Linked DNA regions of Sus scrofa: region 2 is linked to region 1. A link is a contact called in public HiChIP or PLAC-seq data. All regions are on one chromosome and are shown on one strand. The core of a region is the stretch at or near the end of the contact, and the rest is flanking DNA. Distances in the headings are between cores, read along the strand shown. Region 1 holds the start of LOC106505999 (a long non-coding RNA gene). Region 2 holds the start of IRF2BP2 (interferon regulatory factor 2-binding protein 2).

Evidence for each region. HiChIP or PLAC-seq counts read pairs in DNA pulled down with a chosen protein or histone mark.
Region 2: an H3K27ac HiChIP or PLAC-seq map of alveolar macrophages shows a contact between it and region 1, with 4 times the contacts expected there. The contact joins the promoter of IRF2BP2 here to the enhancer-like site in region 1. A contact is called at or near these places in 9 of 47 Hi-C or Micro-C datasets (alveolar macrophages, blood, brain and 4 more) and 2 of 2 datasets of contacts at active chromatin or transcription factors (alveolar macrophages and skeletal muscle).

The regions. Positions count from the first base shown.
Region 1 is chr14:56,401,357-56,408,647 of Sscrofa11.1, forward strand. It overlaps LOC106505999 (a long non-coding RNA gene), which reads right to left and starts at 4,568. Exons shown (of 3, transcript XR_002338582.1): 1 at 1,327-4,568; 2 at 321-408. Within about 2 kb of position 1,320, at least 53 of the 83 cell types and tissues checked have an H3K27ac peak or open chromatin away from gene starts, as enhancers often do. A contact at or near this core is called in alveolar macrophages, brain, embryonic fibroblasts and 3 more, where this site is marked.
Region 2 is chr14:56,543,987-56,551,672 of Sscrofa11.1, forward strand. It overlaps IRF2BP2 (interferon regulatory factor 2-binding protein 2), which reads left to right and starts at 1,806. Exons shown (of 2, transcript XM_021074288.1): 1 at 1,806-2,900; 2 at 3,538-7,145. The coding sequence starts at 1,898. The coding sequence ends at 4,253. It overlaps LOC110256820, which reads right to left and starts at 1,899. Exons shown (of 2, transcript XM_021073692.1): 1 at 1,494-1,899; 2 at 1,026-1,432. The coding sequence starts at 1,899. The coding sequence ends at 1,026.

The DNA.
Region 1 (7,291 bases), core at 70-2,569:
GATTCCATCCCTGCCTGGGAACTTCTGCATGCCATGAGTGCAGCCAAAAAAAAAAAAAAAAAAAAAAGGTGTTGAAGTGGCTGAGTTTTTGGTAATTTGTTACAGCAGTGGCAGGAGACAATCCACGGGCTTGTCCTTTTTGTGTCCCATGCATTGCCTCTGTGACAGATCCCAGATGCTTCAAATTGCCTGCGCTTGGCCTGGACACCCCACACACACACGCACACACTCCCAGTCCTCTCAGGCTGCCATTCTGAGCATGCACGTCCTGATAAACCACCCCCACCCCCAAGATTCCGTGATGCTCCCAGCAGTCTGACCTCTTCTGGAGCTGCTTGTTACAACTTGGGGATCTTCTTCCACTGGCAAAATCCTGAGGTTCCCTTAGGATCAGGAGGCGGCTGGCCTCTGTGACAAGAGAAATACTATGTCATGGTTGGGATGCTTTTGTGGACTAAAGAGGCCAAAGGCTGGGCTTGCACTTCCCGAATGACTCCACCTCTTTAAGAAAACTGTCAAGAACAACAAAAACATCAGAGCAAAATGGATTCTTGCAGGAATCTACTGCCTATCACCCGCCAGCGGTCTCAGAGGCTGCTGTTCTGGAAAAGACTTCCCTCTCAGAGGAAGCGGAAGTCTCCCGCTTTGGCTACTCCCTCCCACCACCCCCCATCCTCAAAAGCTCTGAGTGCCCCTTTCTGGGGCTCCGTTACCAAACAAGGTTAGGATTTATAACTTCTTTCATGGCAGCCCTTGGCTCATTTCCACCAAGTCCTTCTTTCCTAAAAAAATCTTTCACCCAAAGTCATTTCAGTTCAATTCCGTGTCTTTATTTTTCCCTCTTCCTTGTTCTTTTGGCCTTTGGAGTAAAGGAGTCAGAACACTGCCCGCAGCTAAAGACTTGGGTTAGAAGTCGTGCTGGCAGGGAGCGTACTTCTTTATTTCTTTGTTGTCCACGGAGCCGCAGGGCTGGGTCCCCAGCAAGTCGCCTGAGGACATCTCAGGGCCCCATCTGCCTGCCCCCACCACCCCTACCCACCACCGGGCCCTGATGGTTGTGGCTGCTTTTTTTTTTTTTTTTTTAATTTTGGTTGGTTTTGTGAAATCGCTAGCTCTCTGCTCCTCAGACTTGGCTTGCTAGCAGAAAAGCAAAACCAGGGCAAAAAGAACAAAGAGACGCTGGCAGAAGGCTGGGCTACACTTGGCCAGGCTACTGCAGGCCAAGGGCCTGAAGATGCATCTGAACACTCCTCCCCGCCTCAGGGTTTAAAATACCCACACTTCCTGCTCCTCAGAGAGGGTATGCATAGAATGCTCGTGACTCACCAGCGGTGGTTTTCAAATGTGTCTGTCATAAGGACGCAGCATCAAAAGCCCATCCTGTTTCAGATGTTATTTTTTCCACTCTCAGCTATGCAGCGCTAGAAAAGCTGAATGCCCGAGACCGGGGTTTGTTTTGAGTGCAGAAAGTGAAGGACGATTTCATTGTACTGCAGCAAGTCAAAACCCAACTCTTCAGGGGAAGAAAGAAAAAAGGAAAAAAAGAAAAAAAAAAAAAAAAAAAAAAAGAGAGAGAGAAAAAACAACCCACGTGTAAACAGTGTGGAGATTGAGTTTCAAAGCCCTTGTTTTTGAAAAGTTTAATTATATTTCAACTAAAGCCAAACTGTCAAAACATGTGCCTGCTTTGAAAACGCATTAGCCGTCTTATGTAAAAGCCCATAATTGATGTCCAGAGGAAACCGGAGCTGTGCGGTGGGGGACCACTCAGAAAAGCCCCCGCTGCTGCACTTCCCTGTCGACCACGTGCAATCCTAGACCTCGGCTCCTGAAGTGGGACATCGGAGAGGAGAACAAAAGGGGAAGCCCGAAATACCCTAAAGGGGAGGGTTTAAAATGTCAGGCCTGGTTTCTGGACCCCGAGGCCCAGCACGCTCTTAGTGATCACTTCCATAAGGGGAAGCCCGATAGGGAGCCTCAGAGTCCTGGCGACCGATTAGAAACATCAGCAGCTCTTCCTCCTGAGAACCTTCTTCCTCCTGCCCGGCCCTCGGGCCTGAGGGTCGCCTGGGGGCTGCTCTGTTCTGTGCTGACCCCTCCTATCTGCCTGGTTTTCTGGTCATTTCCCTTCTTCCAGATGCTGCTTACTTCCTCCAGAAGAGGACCTGGGAGGGTGGAGACTGAGCCCACTCTCCTCCGCTGATCTTCTAGAACTTTCTAGTCTCCAGTGCAGAGATTCGGACTTTTCTGCTTGTGATGTCTGTGAGTTCTCTTTGGAAACCATTCTCAAAGTTAACGGGGAGCTAAGTGAGGAGGAGGGCTATGAGCCATGTGAGGCAAGCGGGGCTTACGGAGAGCGCAGGCGTCCACGCGGACCCTCAAAGCGGAGGTACCAAAGGGCTGGGGACGACTGGCCCAAGACTTGGGTTCCCAAAGTTGGCCAGCATCCTTCCTTCTTCTTTGGTCAAGTCACTGGCCTCTTCGAAGACCAGGCTTGTCCTCAAGACTCATCTCTGTCCTTTTTCCCTTGGTGGCTCAAACAAGCCTAGGTACATATGATGTGGAGGCCTTTAGGATGTTTAAGGATTCTTATTTTTTCCATCATAGCTGGTTTACAGCGTTCTGTCAGTTTTCTACTGCACAGCAAGGTGACCCCATCACACATACATGTATACATTCTTTTTCTCACATTATCATGCTCCATCATAAGTGACTAGATAGAGTTCCCAGGGCTATACGGCGGAGGCCTTTAGATTTGAGAACGCTCTCTTCTTTATCCTGTGACACAAGGGCGGTCTTCCCTCACTCCCCCCTGGTTTTGCTGATCTCTCCCGAATGGGACACATTCCACACAACCCACTCGTGGGGAGAGTGGACTTTGGGGTTTGTGGTCTGGGACTCTCTGGGGACCTCAGAAGAGCTGCCAGATAAAATACGGGACATGGAGTTAGATGTGAATTTCAGATCCACCAAAAAAAAAAAAAAAATCACTCTTGGAATGCCAATATGTCCTACACGTTATTTTCTTTAAAAGTACGGCCCATGCAATATGTAGGACATTTTACACTCAAGTTATGCTCTGTGTATCCGAGGATCACATTTAACTGGGTGTCCTTTGTTCTTATTTGCTAAATCCGGCACCCTCCCAGAGGCCCCTGTGTTCTAAATGGACATGGGCTCTGCAAGTCACAGGAGGGAGCGGGTTCTGATTGGGATCAGAGCCCGGTGGGGCTGTGTTCTCCCCGCAGGTGCTCAGGATGCACAAGCAGAGCCAACAGAGTGGGAAGACGACCCACACCAGGCCTGTGGGCCACGCCTGGATGCTGGAGGCCTGCCTTTGCCAACCTCCAAAGGACTTCGAAGCCAGCAGAAACCACTACGCAGCTCACATAATGATAGCTTTCTCCCTTCTTCTTCCAGACAGTTTGGATCCTTAAAAAAAAAAAAAAAATTGCTTTGGGGAAGCAGCAGAGGGTACAGGAAACTCAGAAACTGGCCGCCAATGGAAAACAGGAAAGGAGCGCCTCTAATTAAAAGCAGCCAGCTCTCTGCTCCATCTGCAGCACTGGGAGCCTGGCTGAGAGGGGCTGTTCCCGTGCTGGCACTGTGGGCTGGGGGCCTGAATAGACCCTACAGGGGAGCACTCGGGGCCCTGGAAGAGGAGAGTCAGGGTTTTGTCAGGTCCTCTCCTGAGCTGTCTGCACCCCACCACATTCCTCCCACTTGCATCAAAGCCCATGCTGGGCTCTGGGCTGGGTGCTCAGATATATAGCATTTGTCACAAGCTTCAGAGCCTCTCTGAGCCATCTTCCATATCCTTTGTTGCAGACAGAAAAGTCTCCTTTCAATTTTTCTAAGAAACACTCTGAGCACAAGGCATTTACTGCAGAGCATGGTTGCTGGAGCCTGCATTTCCGAGATCTTCGCGCAGTTATGCATACGCGGGTACACAGCCATGCTGTGTACAGATCAGCGGTATTTTATTTATTCTATAGAAGGCTCAGAGATGGTGAGCAACTGGCACACGGCAAGTCACTCATTCCCATAATACATGAGTGTTACACGCCATGGAGGCATTAGAGAAACAAAGATGAAAAAGATATTGTTCCTGTAAGATTGTAAGGAAGGGAGATACCTCTGGATCCAACAGGAATACAGCAGGAAAAGGGGCAGGATATGGCGCCAGAAAGGCATAAATCACACTCAGAGGAGGCAGAGAGTCATTCTGCTGGGTGGATGGCACAGGAGTGAGTTCAGACATCACACTAGGGTGACAGGCTAAGTGGGGGTTTGTGGTATTGAGGTTAAGTGTCTCAATCAGGGATATTAGGCACATTGTGGTGGTCAAAGGGCCAGCTGGGGGGATTCCCGTTGTGGCTCAACAGGTTAAGAACATGGCATTGTGTCCGTGAGGATGCGGGTTTGGTCTCTGGCCTCACTAGTGGGTTAAGGATCTGGCTTTGTCAAAAGTTGCAGCGTAGGTAGGTTGTAGTTTTGGCTTGGATCCCATGTTGCTGTGGCTGTGGTGTAGGCCTCAGCTGCAGCTCCAATTAGACTCCTAGCCCAGGAACTTCCATATGCCTCAGGTTGGCCATTAAAAAAAAAAAAAAAAAAAAAAAAAAAAAGGGCCAGTTGGCCTGGGGCACCCAGTATAGACAGAACAGCACAGGGTTAGCCGTCAGGAGAGCCAAGCCTAGTGTGGCCCCTGACATTAGCAAAATTTGGGCAGGTCATCTCACCTCTCAGAGCCATCACCTAAGTTTCTCGTCTGAAACTGGGGCAGAGTGTGTGTGTGTGTGTGTGTGTGTGTGTGCCCACGAGCATGTGGATTAGATGATTTCTAAGATTTCTTTTAGCGCTAACATTCCAGAATTCGCTGTGAAGCCCTCCACCCTGGCCCACCGCATTGACTCAACCCCATCAGGCCCAGCGCAGTCCATGGAGATGTGGTTCAATGACTCAGCTGCTATTTCCTGAGCACCTACTGTGATATGGGCTGCAGGGGTGTGGAAGCACCACTGACAGAGGCTCTAGCAATCATACTGCAGAAAGCTCTCTTCTGTGGGCTCAGGCCTGGCTGTTCTCTGCACCCTGGCCGGCCACGGCTTCTGCCACCACCACCAAGGGAGCACAAAAGGATGCCCTTTGATCTTAGCAGAGCTGCATTCTGCAGCTCAAGTGCTCTCTGCTCCTCCGCAGGGCATGGGAACAGACTTTTAAACAGACCAGTGTACACAGGGACCTGTTGAAGAGGTGTGTTTCCAAAGCCTGTGGTCGGGCACCTGGGACAACACCAGGAGGGCCTGCTCCCCCACCAGACAGCCAGCTCACTGTGGGAAGAACAGCACCCAGAAGAGCCACTTCCAAGGGGGCACTCGGAAAACCCAATGGGGTGGGGAGAGAGTGATTGAAAGCTGAGTTCCTCTGCTGATGTTTGATGCAAGAGACTCAAAGGACAATTTAGACCTTTAGGGAAAGGCTCTGATTAGACCCGAGTGGGAGGGGCTGGGGATTTCACTTCCTTATTTGGTGCATGAAAAGGCTAGATCTTAACTCAGTTCTTTATGGTTAGAAGAGCCAGCTAGGTATGTATCCCGTTAGCTTGGATGGCCCGAACTGAACCCCACCTTTGTCCCAGAATAACTATGAATCATTCCCCTGTTTCTTCTCAAAGGATATTTGTTTGAATATTATAGGGTCACTTTTTTTTTTTTTTTTTTTTTTTTTTTTGCTTTCTAGGGATGTATCCAAGGCATATAGAAGTTCCCAGGCTAAGGGTCAAATCGGAGCTACAGTTGAGGCCTATGCCACGGCCACAGCAATGCAAGATCTGTGACCTAGGCTGCACCTTGCGGCAACACTGGATCCTTAACCCACTGAGCGAGGCCAGGGATTGAACTTGTGTCCTCATGGACTAGTCAGGTTCATAACTAGTTGCATTCCTGCTGAGCCACAGTAGGAACACTCTGAAATGCAGATTCTGATTCAGTGGGTCTATCTGGAAAGGGCCTGAAATTCTGCATTTCTACTTTTTTTTTTTTTTGGCTATGCCTGTGGCATGCAGATGTTCCCCGACTGGGAACCGAATCCACAGGTGGGACGAGATGGGTGGACACACTGTCTCCAGCGATGCACTGTCTCCTACGCCAGGGTAACAACTAGGTGGGGGTGGGTGGTAGGTTTCTTCTAATTATGATGAGGATGAGAAACCTTCAGACATTGTGACCAGAGCAGTGATGCAATATGATTGACATTTTTTTCTTTTGCTTTTTAGGGCTGAACCTGCTGCATATGGAAGTTCCCAGGCTAGGGGTTGAATCAGAACTGCAGGTGCAGGCCTACACCAGAGCCACAGCAACTCGGGATCTGAGCTGTGTCTGTGACCTACACTGCAGCTCATGGCAACACTGGATCCTTAACCCATTTAGCAAGGCCAGGGATTGAACCCACCTCCTCATGGATCCTAGTTGGGTTCTGGATCCTAGTTGGGTTTGTCAAACGCTGAGCCACAGAGGCAACTCCCTGATCAACATTTACAATGGATCTTTCTCGCAGCTGTCTGAAGCCTGGATGGTAGAAGTTCAAGAGTGAAAACGTTTCAGTACGCTCTTGTGATGGTCACGGTGAGAGGCAGTGGTGGGCAGGGCCCAGGAGTCACAGCAAAGCTGGTGAGAAGGGGTTTGGTTCTGCTCTACTTTGAGAGGAGAGCTTATAAGGACTTGTGATGATGTGGAGAGAGAGAAAGAGGGGAGTCAGTGAGGATGCCAAACGTTTCATCACTGGAGGCGGAGTGGGTTGCAGAGGAATAGGCTTGAGGGAAATTAAGACTTTGGCTTTGGATATTTTGACTTTGAGATGGTAACTAGACACCCAAATGGAGGTGATGAGCAGTGTATGTATATATATATATATATATATATATATATTATATCCTATATTATATATATATATATATCCTATATATATATATATATATATATATATATCCTATAACAGGTGTGCTTTTTAAAATAGTCAACAATTCCCCCCAAAAATTAAACATAGAATTACCGTATGATCCAGCAACTATAATTCTGGGCCTTTACTCCAAAGAACTCAAAGCAGAGTCTCAAACAGCTATGTGTGTCCCCACGTTCACAGCAGCATTCTTCACAACAGCCGAGGGGTGGAAGCAAGCCAAATGTCCACTGATGGATGAATGGATTACACAGTGTGTTATAGCCATACAGTGGAATATCATTCATCCAGAAAAAAGGAAGCCAATTCTGATACCGGCTACAATGAGGATGGA
Region 2 (7,686 bases), core at 556-3,055, 140 kb after region 1:
GTTAAGACTAACGACCAGCCAAAAGTAATTTACCATAACACACGCCAGCTCCTCCTCCCGATAAAAGTGTGAAACTCAAGTGCTCATTTCAGTCTGGGCAGAGTCTGTGGCGGCCTACAGTGGCAGAGCGCGGCCAGGCTCTGCGGCCACATCTCGCCTTCGCGCCAGGCGGGTTCGCACCCACCGGGGTTAAGCCCAACCCGGGCCTTGCCAGGGGCGCAAGGCTGCCACTGCCCCACCGCGGCGCCGGGGACGCCAGAGCAGCCAGCGGGGTAGCCGGTCGCTCGCCCCCACGGCGGGCGCGGGCCAAGCCCCGCTGCCGCTCGTGCCCGCGCCGCGCGCCACCTGGAGTCCAAGTTTGGCTCCGAGAGGCGGGGTCTGGAGCAGAGTCGCGGCGGGGGCGGAGCCTGCGCGGTGACGCGGCCGCGTTGGCCGCTGACCCCGGATCCCTGGAATGTGCATTCGTTCAATGGGGCCGCCAGTGCCAGCGGCGCCGAGTCACGTCCGCGCGGAGCGTGCGCACTCGGTGGCGGCGCACGCGGCCCCGCGCCCACGTCACGCGCCCGCCGCGCGGGCCTGCAGCAGGCGACCGGGATCCCCGCGTGGCCCGGCGGGCTGCGGACTGGGGAAGAGGGGGATCGGAACCTCCTCGGGCAGCGTACCCGCTCGCTCCCGGAAGGGCTCCGTAGAAGGGCGGGTGGACGCGGCCCTAGGCTTGGGCGCGCACCCTCCTGTTGTAAAAGTTTAGGGGACCGGCGGCGCGTGTGTCCTTCCCAAGACATGCGGGTGTAAAAGCACTCACCGAGGAGTTCAAATAAAGCTCCTTACAAAACTGTGAACAGCACTTGACTGAAAATCCCCATCCTCAAGATGCTACTAACAGAACCAGGTTACAGAGTGGCCTGGCTTTTCAAAACATGAGTTCTAGCACGGTTTGGCTCAAACAGCCCTAGACGAGAAGGAACTGCCTGAGCAGTCGAGGGAGCCGAGCGGGTGGAGGAAAGCAAGCCACACCAGCGACGGCTTCACGTCGGGGACACGAGCCGCGGCGCAGGCGGGTGGTGCTGACCCGCGGGCGGGCGCCGCGGAGCCGGCTCTCCCGGCAGCGCTCGTTCTCTGGCGGGGGGAGGGGGAGGGAGCGGGGGAGGGCGGGCGCGCGCGCGCGAGGGGAGGGGGCCCGCGCAGGCGCCTTGCGAGGCTGTCGAAGAATCAAGTCTGTAGAAGTGGAGCGGCCGCGGCGGCAGCAGCAGCAGCGACGGCGGCGGCGGAGCTGAGGCGGGCTGGGCGCTGAGGCGGGCGCTGGAGAGCGGCGACGCCAGGAGCTGTGAGAGAGCAGCGGAGCGACCCGGGCCCGTGCCGCGCCCGAGCTCCACGCCGCACGGCCGCCGCCGCCGCCGCCCCGGCGCGGCATGCCCCGCCGCTCGGGCTGAGCCTGCCCCGGCGGCCGCCCCCCGCCCCCCGCCCCCCCGGCCTCCCCGCCCCCCGCCCCGCACTCCGCGCCGGCCGCCGCCGCGACCTGCTGCGCTCCCCCGCGCCCGCGCGGCCCGTCTTCGCCCCGGTCTGGAGGCCCGCCGCGGCCCCGGCCGAGCCCCCGCCGCCGCCGCCGCCGCCGCGCCCGCCGCGCCGCGCCGCCCCGCCGCCCACCCGCGCCCGCGCCGGCCGGGGGGACGTGCTGCCGCGGCTGCAACCCCTCGCCCCGCGCCCGCCGCCCCTCGTGCACCGGGGGCGCTGCGCGGGCGCCGATCCTTCGCGGGCTTTGCCGCCGCCGCCGCCTTTGCGGCCGCCGCCGCCGCTGGTGGGGGAGACGCGGGGTTGGGGGGGGAGGAGGGCGCGCGTGGTGCCGGCGGGGAGCGGCGGCGCCCCCTCCTCCTCCTCCGGCGCCGCGGGCTCCTCGGACATGGCCGCGGCGGTGGCGGTGGCGGCCGCGTCCCGGCGGCAGTCGTGCTACCTGTGTGACCTGCCCCGCATGCCCTGGGCCATGATCTGGGACTTCACGGAGCCCGTGTGCCGCGGCTGCGTCAACTACGAGGGCGCCGACCGCGTCGAGTTCGTCATCGAGACGGCGCGGCAGCTCAAGCGGGCGCACGGCTGCTTCCCGGAGGGCCGCTCCCCGCCCGGCGCCGCGGCTCCGGCCGCCGCTAAGCCGCCGCCGCTCTCCGCCAAGGACCTTCTCCTGCAGCAGCAGCAGCAGCTCGGCCACGGCGGCCCCGAGGCCACCGCGCGCGCCCCGCAGGCCCTGGAGCGCTACCCTCTGGCAGCCGCCGCAGCCGAGCGGCCCCCGCGCCTCGGCTCCGATTTCAGCGGTAGCCGCCCGGCGGCCGGTCTGGCCCAGCCGCCAACGCCGCAGCCGCCGCCCGTGAACGGCATCCTGGTGCCCAACGGCTTCTCCAAGCTGGAGGAGCCGCCGGAGCTGAACCGCCAGAGCCCTAACCCGCGGCGCGGCCACGCCGTGCCTCCCACCCTGGTGCCGCTCATGAACGGCTCGACCACGCCGCTGCCCGCCGCTCTTGGCCTGGGCGGTCGCGCCGCCGCCTCACTGGCCGCCGTGTCCGGGGCCGCGGCTGCCGGGCTGGGCTCGGCGCAGCCGGCCGAACTGGGCGCCCACAAGCGGCCGGCGTCCGTGACGAGCAGCGCGTCGGCGGAGCACGAGCAGCGCGAGGCGGCAGCCAAGGAGAAGCAGCCGCCGCCGACCTCGCACCGCGGCCCGGCAGACAGCTTGACCACCGCGGCCGGGGCGGCCGAGCTGGGCACGGAGGGCGCGGGCAAGGGCCGCGGGCCCGGCGATCAGGACTGGGTCAACAGGCCCAAGACGGTTCGAGACACGCTGCTGGCGCTGCACCAGCACGGCCACTCGGGGCCCTTCGAGAGCAAGTTTAAGAAGGAGCCGGCCCTGACTGCAGGCAGGTTGTTGGGTTTCGAGGCCAACGGGGCCAACGGGTCTAAAGCAGGTAGGGGCGGCTGTGGAGTGAGGTGATCTCGGGGCGAAGAGGGGACGGAGAGCAGAGGAGGGGGTGCCCTTCCCATTCACCATTTCTCCCCCGGCCGGCCCAGAAACAACAAACACCCAACTTCCTGATTTGCCCGAGGCGGAACCAGTGCTTAGTGGCAACGTGTTCCTGTGCTGAAGTAGCACAACAGAGATGAGTCAGACCGGGCTGATAGGCACTGACACCGGGTTTTCCTTTCCCAGCACATTCTTGGAGGAGAGCAGGAGAGCACCAGTCACCTTTTAACCTGCTGGGGGACGTTAGCAGTCGTATGCCCGGTTTAGCCGGGCTACATGCTTGCGTGTGTCAGAATAGGCCGTTGTGTAGGAATCGTTTTCTGTGGCTTTTGTGTTTTTGAGTGGCATACTGCCTCAGCCCTGTAAGTTAAGTGTTTTAAGTTACACGTGCTCTTGAAAGCTCACGTGAGTTTTTATCTACCAGCTTTCAGAGAATAAAAATGCTTTAGCGAATTTTGTTTCATGTTAGTAAAAGGCCTTTCCGGTGCACCTTTATTTATTTTCTCTTTTCCCTTTTATTTCTCTTTTTCCAGTTGCAAGAACTGCAAGGAAAAGGAAGCCTTCACCAGAACCAGAAGGTGAAGTCGGGCCCCCTAAGATCAATGGAGAGGCACAGCCCTGGCTGTCCACATCCACTGAAGGGCTCAAGATCCCCATTACGCCTACATCCTCTTTTGTGTCTCCACCACCACCCACTGCCTCACCTCATTCCAACCGGACCACACCGCCTGAAGCGGCCCAGAACGGCCAGTCCCCCATGGCAGCCCTGATCTTAGTTGCAGACAATGCTGGAGGCAGTCATGCCTCTAAAGATGCCAATCAGGTGCACTCCACCACGAGGAGGAACAGCAGCAGTCCACCGTCTCCGTCCTCTATGAACCAAAGAAGGCTGGGCCCCAGAGAGGTAGGGGGCCAGGGGGCAGGCAGCACAGGAGGACTGGAGCCAGTGCACCCCGCCAGCCTCCCGGACTCCTCTCTGGCAGCCAGTGCCCCGCTGTGCTGCACCCTCTGCCACGAGCGGCTGGAGGACACCCACTTTGTGCAGTGCCCGTCCGTTCCTTCGCACAAGTTCTGCTTCCCTTGCTCCAGACAAAGCATCAAACAGCAGGGAGCTAGTGGAGAGGTCTATTGTCCCAGTGGGGAAAAATGCCCTCTTGTGGGCTCCAATGTCCCCTGGGCCTTCATGCAAGGGGAAATTGCAACCATCCTTGCTGGAGATGTGAAAGTGAAAAAAGAGAGAGACTCTTGACTTTCCGGTTTGAGAAAAACCCAATGATTACCCTTAACTAAAACTGCTTGAATTGTATATATCTCCATATATATAAATATATATATATATATACACACATATATATATATATATCCAAGACAAGGGAAATGTAGACTTCATAAACATGGCTGTATAATTTTGATTTTTTTTGAATACATTGTGTTTCTATTTTTTTTTTGACGACAAAAGGTATGTACTTATAAAGGCATTTTCTTCTTTTGTTAACGTTATTAGCATATCTTTGTGCTTTATCCTGGTTACCTTTCAATGTAGGCTGTGACTTGCGCTGCTTTTTTAGGGCACTTGGCAAATCAGAACTGCTTCTAGCTGTATTTGTATGCACTTATTTTAAAAAGAAAAAAAAAAGCCAAATACATTTTCTGACATTGTAAGATTGCCTTACCGTCTGTTATTCCTTATTGCTGGCCCCTTTCTCAGGCTGGAGGCCAATTGGTGGAGAAGGAAAGGAAATGAGCGGAAGGGGTACTGTTGTGAAGTGGACATGCCACTGGGAAATGTCACCATGTTTCCCCTCAAACATTCTCCTAAGAGTAATAGGACATGGATTTCGAATCTTTCTCGATTTTGTTCTTAAAGTTCAGTTGTTGGGCTGTTGAGGACTGCCTGAGAGTTGCTGCTGAGAGATTTTCAGGACTGTGTGGTTTTGGGGGGACTTTTTTTTTTAAGGCAAAGTTGACCACTGTTCACTGCCCACGTGATCAGTTGTAAGATTACAATGCTGCATGCTAGTTGGTTACATAATACACAATCCAGTGACTCAAGGCAGTGATAATGACTGGTGGTGTGTACAAGATGGCACTGCCATCTTTGAACAGAGCCTGGCTCTGCAGCGCCACTTGATCTTTTGAAACACCCTGGAGCTCTGTCTGTTGTTGCTGTTACTGTTTCCTTTGAAAAGAGTCTGAAGAGAAGTTACAGTCCAGGTGAACTTGGAGATTGTGGGATTGGTTTCATTTCTGTTTTGTGTTTTGTTTTTTTTTTTGTTTTTTTTTTAAATCATTTAGTGTTATTGCCGTTGATACTCTAACCTCCACCCTGTTTTCTAGTGAATGCTAAATACAGTATGGTACCATGTCAGTAACAGCGCGTGGTGCTGCCAGCACTGCCTTGGGCACAGCAGTGACAGCCCAAATGGGGGTGGAGGAAACCTGTAATTTCCTTCTTATATGTGTTTGAAATACCAAGTGAATAATACTGTTCTTCTGGACAAAAATGATAAACTAGTGAAAATTAAAGAAAGGGTTTTACATAATAGGCCCCACCTCTCAAACTATTTTTAGAAGCCTTTTGTAAACTAATTTCTTTTGATCACTATTTTGCATCAGTAAAATGATTTTTAAACCAATAAATCATCGGTTATTAGAAATAGTTGTCTCACAGTGATACTGGTTTTTCTTTTGTGCTGTTATGATTTAACATTGACAGGAGCACTACTTTAAATCTTTTTATGTTCAGGTGTTTGTAACTTGGCCCTATAATTAGGCTGAATCATGGCTTCAAGGTCTACTACAACATGTGTATCGTTCACAACCTGAGATTCTATTTTAATTTGAAGATATAAATTGTTACCCACTTTGGATTCTTTTTCAGTTACGTTTGTCTTTTTTAAATTGCTCAAATGTTTTTTAATGGTCGAGTTATTAACACTTGAAAATCAGATACTGCACCATATACAGTATTTTTCATGGTGTTTTTAATGAGTGCACCTATTATTAATGCTGTGCAAATTCATGTTACCAGTCATTGTTATATTACAAACAGACTTGCATGATTAACCAGTTTGTTGTTACACTTTTTTTTTTAATTGGAGTATCTCTGACTCAGATCAGACTGGTTTCTCTTATGTCAATGCACACATGCAGAAACAGTCAATTTTACATGCCCATAAAGACATCTGTAAAGACATATTATGGTCTGTTGTATAAATGTGTATCTAGGCACTTTATTATAAACTGGAATTTGACCTCATAGATATAAGTTGATCAGTCATTTGACCTAATTTGTGGTAGCTATCTGTATGTTTGGCAATCTTAATACAGACAAGCTTTCCAAAAAGATTAGTAAAGAACCATCCTGCTGTTTTGTATAAGTCTGTCCAGCTATGGAAAAGACAACCTCAGATTTCTCTGTGCTGGCGTTTAATAGGGAGAATACGAACTGCTTTAAAGGGCTGTGTGTTGAGGTTACTCTTTTTTAAAAGTAAGAGTCCGCCTGGCCCTTGGGTGGCCTTTGCAGAAGGCTTGCAGCTGGAGAGAGTGTTGATCTGGGTTATTTTTCTGGCATTCTCTTAAGTTAAAAAGTTAACACTGGGACATGGGTTTGATCCTTTTGTACCTGATGACAGTGCAGAGATTGTGCACAGCTGGATAAAGATGTCAGAAAGCTACTTACTGTACATGGGCAGTATCAGACTTCAAATCCTAATATTTCAGCTGTGCTTTTAATACTCAAAATGTTAGGGGATGGGGTGTTGAAGCTTTCCCTTTTTTGCTTTAACAATTTATAGAATTTAACAGATGTACTGTCTTTCATGTGGCCTCACATTAAAAGTTATGAGAACGTACACATGGTTTACAACTTTTACTATATACCTTTCCTTGGCCACCAAGTATTTTAAAAGTGTGCCACCTTTTAACCTTTACTTTTTTTAAGTTGAAGGTGATACTTTTTCTATATATGATGAAACTCATGTCAACTGAAGTGAGTGTAATCTCAGATATCAACATTATCCTATTTTAAAATCACGCTATGGAAATATCACCTGCATTCTGTCATTTGTCAGATTTACAGTACCTTTTTTTTTTCTTTTAACTTTTAGCATTAAATAAAAATAAAGTTGGGAGCACTGAACATTTTCTGAGGCCTTTTTTAATTTAAAGTAAGCTTAGAATGCTATTGTTTTCATCACTAGTGGCAGTGCCACTGAAGGATGTGTGGGTTTGGGGCTGGGGTTTGACTGGAACTGCAGGAGAGTAACAGGAGATAAAAGACATGGAACAAAAAGGCAACTGATGGAAGGGGAAAAAAAAGGGCTAGGGACTGAGGAAAGGCCAACTGGATAGGGGGAACAGATAAAGAGAGGAGCCCGATCAGAGTACAGCCAGAAAGCACTTGTTTACTTTTCAGCTTGCAACAGAGCCAGCCATTCTACAATAGTAGAGTGGAAGGAGAAGCTAGTGATGGCATTGAAAAGACTGTCAAGACATGGAGCTGCTCTCTGGAAAGCTTTGGGAAAATAACCAGCCGTGTTGGGCCAGATGACATGCACTGAAGACAAAAGAGAAAAAGGACTACCTTTTGGAAATCTTTGGAATAAAGTCAGAGCCAGAGCCATGTGTGAGCTTAACCAATGCCCTGAAACCTGAATTTATAAATAGAGATAAAAGGTGGG